2 separate regions of the Zea mays genome follow, and region 1 is linked to region 2. The links are chromatin contacts, called in public Hi-C maps. All regions are on one chromosome and are shown on one strand. The core of a region is the stretch at or near the end of the contact, and the rest is flanking DNA. Distances in the headings are between cores, read along the strand shown.

Region 1 (4,493 bases), core at 1,734-4,233, 56 kb after region 2:
ACTCTTATGACATGTAAATGGATATTGAAGGGCATCAAATAAATGGATATAAAAAGGAGGAAGACATAGAATGAAGGAGTTGTACCCTCTTGTTATAGGACTTGGTGTAGAAACCTAACTGATAGCTCTAGTTGGTGTAGATGCTTAAAGTTCCAACAACCTTCTTGATATGTATATAGAGAGAAATATCTTAGTCTACCTTTTTTTAAAGGGAAGATTTAATGTTGCCATAATGTACCTCTTTGTCATAGGGCTTGCTGTAGGAACAGAAGGGAATCAAGTGATGGCTCTAGTTAGTCTACAACTATAAATTATTTAAATAGTAAGCGTATAAGTTAACTCATTAAGAAAAAAATCATGAAGCGGTATAAAGCTTACAATGGGCCACCAAGGTACTTTATATCATACTAGACTTCGAACAATGACTTCCCTTCGACACTCGTCGTTCATCAGTTGAGTATGAAGGCAACCTCTGTAACACTTCTGGTGTTACCAGGACTAAAACTTGGCATGTCATCATATGCAATGGCATATTTAGGTTGTAATACACCTAGAATGCATTCACAAGAATAAAAAACAATCTAAATGTAATGAGGTGATCAGTGGAGAGCAGAAAACCTAGTTTGAGAAACTTTAGTTTTAACCCCAAAAGTGGATTATATGATCCGGCAAAATTTGGCCAAAAATGAAAATACCAAAGTTATAGAGATTCCTAAACCAAACAAGTCTCATGTGTGGAGATTTTCAAGTTTTATAGCAAAACGTGGAGAAAAACTCACAATTTAGTTATGGCCTAGGGTTTGGATTCCTGAAAATATTATCGACTAGCTGTATTTGGACCTTCATAACTTTTGATCCATGGATACTTTGAAGATTATCACTGTAGACAATCTGTAGAGCTACACAAGGTGCAAAAATTTGATTAAGTTGCTCTGCCCTAAAACCATATGGAACTGCTTGTAAACCTTGCTCTAAAGCGGAATGTTAATCCTGGAAATTATGACTTAGTGAGATTTATGAACTCCAGTTTTTACGGTATGAAGAAATTTTGAAAGCCTGTTAATGGCAAATCCATACAATTCTGGACAGGAGGTATTGTAACAAAGTGTAATACCACATATTGGTGTATAACTTTTATTAAATTCCATGCCCCTAAAGCTGTGTGGAACTGGTAGAAAAATTGGTCCAAAGATCCTATGCTTTAATCTGGATTCCTAGACTTGATGCAAATTCAGACTCTGAAATTGTGTATTTGGTCCAATTTGGGGATGTGAGTGTGTTTGATCTATGAGGTATTAAGCTATACTCCTTGTAATAAAGTTGTAGAGTATCTATCAGGGTACAAGTTTGTTTAAGAGAGATTGACTTGGTACTACATAAAAAGAGGAATAAAGCCTGCTTGAACACGGGCTGTCAGAGTGTGTGAGGTGTCTGATTTTGTTCAGACTAAGGTAACCCTGACAGTGTGTTTTTGTAAACTTTGGAGCCCTGTTGTGCTTGATCCATGAGATTTTGAGCCATAGTGTTTATTCCAAGTTCGTAGACCATAGGAAGGGGAACAAACTTCTTGTGTATGTGAGGTTTGGTGCTATACAACTAGAGAGTAAAATGCCCTCAAAGGTACCCTGTCAGACTGAGTAACACATTCAGTTTCAGCTAACTGAATTTGGTTTCAGTGAATTGAGGTCGACTTTGGGGCATTCTAACTTGTGATTCTTGTGTAATTAGCCCTAGAAGACTATAGTAAAGTTGAAGACCTATAGTTGGTGCACCAATTTTCTTAAGTAAGATAGGCCTGTTCTTATGGGAAGAGGGGAGGAACTTGGCTCAGTAGTGAACTGAAGAAGTTCAGAACAGTCCAAATCCCTGAAAATATCTCCATCCACTAACTACTCTAGGTGTTTCTGGTGTGGGCTAACTAAAAGAACTCGTTGCCTGGAAGGGGGGGGGGGGGGGGGTTCACTTGCTACAACTCCACCATGCCTGGGATAAACATGGAGATGTAAAAATCATCCCCTAGCTGACTCAGCTGCTTGGATGCCTCTTTGCTGTCCCACATGCAGAAAAAGGAGTTGGCCACATCTTTTGTCTTCCCTGTGCTTTCCCCATACGTGGTGCTCATGCAGAAGGATTGGGGGACGTATTAGTGTAGTTGGACTCTTGTTAAACTCTAGTAAAGACCCCAACAGCTCCAGCTCTCTAAACTATTTACCTTGGTGAGTTATGGCACCAAATTGAACACCCTGTGTTTCTATCGGTTTCCCGCCTCTCTCACCGTGCCATACCATTCCCATACACCTATGCTAAGCCCTTAAGCTTTTCCCAGTTCCTTGGTCTCACTGCATCAGCTTGAACACGAGTTTGCCTTGGAGGGGGTGACCATACAGGGTGACTGCCCACCTCCCCGTGGTCAGCCTTCCCTAGAAGGTAATATGTTCGAGTTGTTCGCGTTTCATAACCCATGTGGGATGGTGATGCTCACGGCATTGCCCTTTTGAATGCTACTGTGGTATCCCGTCCAGAACGCCATCGATTTTGTCTAGATTACCGCCGCAGACCACCTTTGCGTGGACTGACCAAACCATGCCCTTCCCGGGTAAACTCATGTGAGCAACGTGCACTAGATAGATCACTCGTGCTCACCATAATCTTGGATTGAATGCTACCATGTCCTAGAACTGGGTTCGGGCTCGCCGAAGCTCGGTATGCCGCCACCGCCAGGGATAGTCAGGCTATATGTCATCTTAGTCCGATTCACTGCGGGTTATGGGTGTGTCAGCCTCGAGGATCACGTCTGGGTGTTTATCTTCGTTGGAGGAGGCCGTCACCGGTGAGTTTGCACGGCGGTTGGCCGGCGCTCGTCGGGGTTAGATCGAGGACCGGAGTTTGTGAAGAAAGAAAAACAAAAGGGCCTCGGTGCACATGTCAGTGAGACACAACAATAGGGTTTTAGGCTCTTAATGAGTTGTTGGGTTCCACGAGGGTCTTGGTAGAAAAGGCGCAGCACGGGCACGGCCTCTAGGATGCGGGCCAGTTCCACGTGGGCGCGAATTGGGTGGGCAGGTTTCGGCCCGGGACTATTCACCGATTTCCTTTTTCTTTTTCCTGGGGAAGGGTAAAATCCACCAGAAAATTTATAAAAATGCAAAAATTGTGAAACCAATTTTATAGAGTCCATAAAAATATGTAGTTTCTGTTAAAAATAATGTTTTTTGATTTTTACAATTGAAAGAGAGTTTTAGCTAATTTAAAAGTGTCTCTAGAAAGCTTAAATGAATTACAGAAGTAAATCCTAAGCACAAAACATTATGAAAATCTGTGAAGAAATTAATTGCCACTATATTAGCTCCTGGTAAAAATTTGGACCTGTTTGGAGTTGATGTGTTTAGAAGACCACAAACTAGCTAAATGTGAATATTTAAACCCCTAAACCTTGCTACTAATATAGGTTTAGACAAAACTTAAGCCATAAAAAATGTTAAGCAACCAGGTTGACAAACTTTAGAATATTTAGTTCTCTGGTTTTCTGAAATAAGTTCAGTTTGGTCCCTTTGAGCAAATATTAAGTAACCTAGAAGTATGAGTTTAATTGTCATATGCTCATTCAAGAGTAATTAGGCTTTCCACCTCTCCTTTGTGAGATTTTGCATGGCATATCGTTACATAAGCATTCATATACTTGTGATTTACTTGTAGAACACCTAAAAGAAGAAGTTAAAGTGGAAGTGGAAGAGGAACCAGTTCTTCCAACTAAAGTTGTTCCCGAAGGTCCTCCAATAGGTTTTGCTGCCAACTACAATATTTTGGTAGAAGAGCCTGACTCTCCTCCTCATCAAGGCAAGCCCCAGTGCATTTAACAAATTCCTTGTGATTTTCAAAATTGTTATCACTTATATGATGCATTAGGTGATAGGAGTTGAATGATTAAACCTTTGTTGCATAACTTCCTTAAACTATTGATTATCATCCTTGATACCTGATTTAAAAAGCTAGACATGCTTAGTATGCTTATAGATTAAGAACAAAATGTTTTGATGTATGAATCATGTTTTTACAAAGAAAAGGGGCTTGGAGTGATGAAGGTATCAAAGGAATTGATGACTTCATCATTCAAGCATGGTACCTCTAATAGGTACAAGGTTATGAGAAATAATTTAAATTGAGATCAGACGTTGAGCAGGAATGGTCGCCTGTCTGTGTCGTTTAAGGACCCCAACGATTGTTGGCCTGCTGATCTAGGACCCTTTTACTGGCCATATGCCTCGTCATGTGTAAGCTTTGCCTCGGTCGGACCAATACCAGAACAGCTTGCACACACTGGGAGCAGAGAGGTGGCGGGAGTAACATGTACCCACCTAGCAAGTGGTTGGATGGTGGGGTACTGTGCTCTTGGGTCATGTGAACTCGTACTGGTCTTGAGAAAACCGCATGCGAGTTGACATATGAAAGGGTTAAGTGCTACATATGTCGTGTGGTTGGAGATCCCCAACTAG
Region 2 (3,920 bases), core at 488-2,987:
CCAACCACCTCATTCATTGGCATCCAAGTATTCTGAACATCCCACTCATTGCAAGATCAAAATACTTTACTCCAAGACACATTCAATAGATCAAATCCTCTCCAAGCCTCTAAATCAACTCAATTCCATTAGGGACTTGAGAGATGGTGTTTTGTGTTCTTTTGTTGCTCTTATTGCTTGGATTGACCTTTTTCTTTTTTCATTCTTATTCTCAAGTGCTTTGTAAGCGAAGCAAGTGACACCAAGTGTGTGGTGGTCCTTGCGGGGTCTTAGTGACCCGTGTGATTAAGGAAAAGTCTCATTCGATCTAAGTGACCGTTTGAGAGAGAGGGAAATGGTTGAAATAGACTCGGCCTTTGTGGACTCCTCAACGGGGACTAGGTTTTTTGGAACCGAACCTCGGTAAAACAAATCACCGTGTCTACTCGCTTTGATTCTCGTTTGATTTGTTTGCCCTTTCTCCTCTCTCTAACGTTTCCTTGCTAGTATTGATTTGAGTTCGCTCCCATACGTCATCTGCATCCTTTGAGCAACTCTTAGCAAGAAAAACAATCTTTCGGATTTGAATATAATTCTAACGCTAACCTCGGCCTTTAGTGTGTTAAAAATTTATAAATTTCAGGTTTCGCCTATTCACCCCCCTCTAGGCGACTTTCAATTGTACTAATATTTTTAAATAGTTTTGGAATACTAACGGTTTTAAGATGTCATGACACAACTGTAGTATTTTTAACATCACTCTTAACAATACGTGTTTGGAGACAAAATATTTCAAACCATAATATTTAGTATACATATGCAAGGCTAGCCATATATAAAATATTTAGGTTGGAGTGGAGTTTTAAATACTCCAAAAATATCATGGTATCTATAAAACCATAACATTATAACTAGAGTTTTTTACGAGATAGCCAAACACCTCTTATCAATAAATATGCTACCTTCGTTTCAAAATATGTTTCTTTCTAGGTTTTTTTGGTCCACATTCATTTTAATAATAATAAATACAGATATACGTGCAAATTACATTCACAGATTAACTAATAAATACATATTTAACATAAAACGAATTTTATTTTGGGACAAAGGAAATATTATAGTATTTTTCGTACCATGGTTTTAATTTTAAAACTCCAAAAATATTTCCTCCACACCTGCATAAAGAAAAGAGCGCACACTGCACACATCGAATCAACCCAACCGAATGCCCCCAATCCGTGTAATAGACGATGGTCCGAGTACGGTGGGCGAGCAGCATGGACCTTTGAGTTTGAGAGCGATGTGGGCACGGTGGGAGCACGAGCTCTGCTAATAGGAGTACAGGCTCCGTCGCCTCCGCCACTTGATTGAAGTGACGAACCGACGATTGCCCAGCAGTCTCGCTGAACCGGAAAGCGAAGTGTGGAACACGAAACCGAGTGCGACGGAAGAAGAGGAGCCGGATCCGGCAAGGGAAGTGGAACATGGAAAACAACTCAAATGGGCTCGTTTTCAGTAGATGCGGCCCATGATTTGGTGAAAAAAACCGGCCCAATCACGTCACGTCCGTCAAGCCAATCTTGATCAGCAAGGTGGGTCCATGACTAATCTTGGCCTAGCTTCTGTAGTGCGCGGAAAGCCGAGCCCAGTTCACGGGCCCACTATCCTTTTGCAGTTTTGCTCCCACAGTGCCCCTTGCTTGAAAGCGAACTGGAACATGTTTTGGACGACGAGCACCTCGTGGTTTCCGCTTTTCCCAAATTGCCCCTCTGAAATCCTCGCAGGCCTACGGTCTCGCGGTATTGCGCTTCTCGTCTTCTCTAATCCTCTTCTGCTCCCTCCACTACCAGTCCACCACCACCACTGCTACCATCGGTTCCCCAAACCCTAGCCAAGGGACACGGTGGCCAGCGATGGACGGCGACAGAGAAGGCGCTGCGGCGGTGCACCACCACGCGCGCTCCCCCGAGGACGTCTTCCGCGATTTCCGCGCGCGCCGCGCCGGCATCGTCAAGGCACTCACCACGGGTCAGCTTGTCTCACGCATTTCCTGCCTCCTCCTGTTTGTCCTCTTGGTTTGTGGATGCTTCTCTGATGCTACAGCTGCTTCCGTGGTGCGCGCAGATGTGGAGAAGTTCTATCAGCAGTGCGATCCAGGTGACGCGCCCGACTTTGCTCCCCTCTTTTTTTTCCCGTCCGTCTGTACTGCTCTTATCTTCGAGCTAAGCTTCGCCTTTCACTATATGCCGATCCGGCGTTTGTTTATGGAGCTCGATCCGGTTGCCGTTTAGAGATTCGTCGGATTATTTAAGGACGAATAGTGGTATTGTTAGCCCTTTACTTTTGTCAGATATGTAAGTTTATTCTGTAATTGATCTCACCCTCCAATCTGTTAAGATCATCAATTCAAGGCCGTAAGCTAAAGAAACTTGCGTAGATGAGTACGTCAATTAAAGGAAGTGCTTGGTAAATGGCATGGTTATGTAATTTAAAGTCCTATAATATGCTCCAGCTGCGGTCATTTGAATTTCAGTTTACATGCATAATGCTTTGATTGTACGTAAAAAAAACCATGTACATTACATAATAAAGGGGATTGACCAATTTGCATTTCCGTTTACATGCATAATGCTTGGGTTGTACGTAACAAACCATGTACCTTGCATAATGAAGGGGATTGACCAATCACAGTGCAGTATCACTTGATGGGACACACGATCATTTGGCTCATGTTGGTGTATGTCGGTATTTGCTGAAAGTTGCAGCCTCAGTAGAGTTGAATTGTACTCATTGTCATTGGTTACCATGGGCCTATTCATTTAAACCCTCAGATAGATGCCGTTTTGAGCTACAATCTGTTACTGCTGCTGTGAGGATTGAAATCTGGTTAAAACTATAAAAGCTAGCAAAATTGATGTAGTGCTTTTGACATGATATATCATGTAACCTGGTTTTTCCAGGTTGCCCTCCTGTGAATGAAAAAAGAATGAGAAGTAATATATGTTAGTAGAAGGAATTACAAATTGTATGAAGAATTGTGAAGTGGAGACAAGATAAAAGTCAGATGCAGACATTAATGGTGACTGGCCTAATATTGCTCAATGTCCACAAGTAATCCTGACATACATTCATGGAAAACAGTTATGAGTAAAGTGGCTTCTAGTCATCATTGCAGCATCTGTTTTACTTGATTAACATTTTTTAATAGCATCCTTGCTCTGCTGTCTACTGATGTTCAGTAACATGTCATAACTAGTGACGTGAACATATCAGATTCCATTTCCTTTGTTTTGTCCTGTTGACATATTTCTTTCCTTTTTATGCCAGAGAAAGAGAACTTGTGCCTTTATGGTTTGCCAAATGAGACTTGGGAGGTTACTCTTCCAGCTGAGGAAGTACCTCCTGAGCTTCCAGAACCAGCACTGGGCATAAACTTTGCCCGTGATGGAATGGTTGAAAAAGACTGGTTGTCTCTAGTTGCAGTTCATAGTGATGCGTGGCTCCTGTCTGTTGCATTCTACTTTGGAGCTCGCTTTGGATTTGATAAAGATGCAAGGTTTGTGTATTGTTTTTATTACAAAGGTTTAATTCATTTTCTTTGTGCTTTTATTCACCTCTTTACTGTATTTGTGTTTCCCTTTCATGTTTTTTTATTACAATATGGAACTTAGATACCTTTGGTCACAGTTTTGTTTCTATAATTTATTTTCATTTTTTTGGAAAAATGTTTTTCTTGACGCAAACGGCCCGGGGGGGGGGGGATATATTGTTCTTGTGTCTTGCTATGGGAATGGTTCAGGAGGGGGGAAGTGAGGCAGGGGGTGTTTGCTTCCAGAGGTTCTGGAGGCATCAGTTGCTGTGGGGAGATGCATATGTTGCTTCCACAGGTTGTGGAGGCATCAGATGCTATCGTGGAAACTGGACATTGGAGAGGGATCGTT

What was found. A called contact is a pair of places that touch in the nucleus more often than the background predicts.
Region 1: a contact with region 2 is called in a Hi-C map of leaf, with 4 times the contacts expected there. The contact joins the enhancer-like site here to the promoter of LOC100283532 in region 2. A contact is called at or near these places in 7 of 25 Hi-C or Micro-C datasets (bundle sheath, ear, endosperm and 3 more).

Annotation. Positions count from the first base shown.
Region 1 is chr4:125,492,613-125,497,105 of Zm-B73-REFERENCE-NAM-5.0, forward strand. No RefSeq gene overlaps it. Among protein-coding and RNA genes, the nearest start is that of LOC100283532, 55 kb to the left of the region's middle. Within about 2 kb of position 2,984, at least 15 of the 20 cell types and tissues checked have an H3K27ac peak or open chromatin away from gene starts, as enhancers often do. A contact at or near this core is called in bundle sheath, ear, leaf and 2 more, where this site is marked.
Region 2 is chr4:125,437,882-125,441,801 of Zm-B73-REFERENCE-NAM-5.0, forward strand. LOC100283532 reads left to right here and starts at 1,738. Exons shown (of 5, transcript NM_001156432.2): 1 at 1,738-2,007; 2 at 2,104-2,136; 3 at 3,307-3,535. The coding sequence starts at 1,893.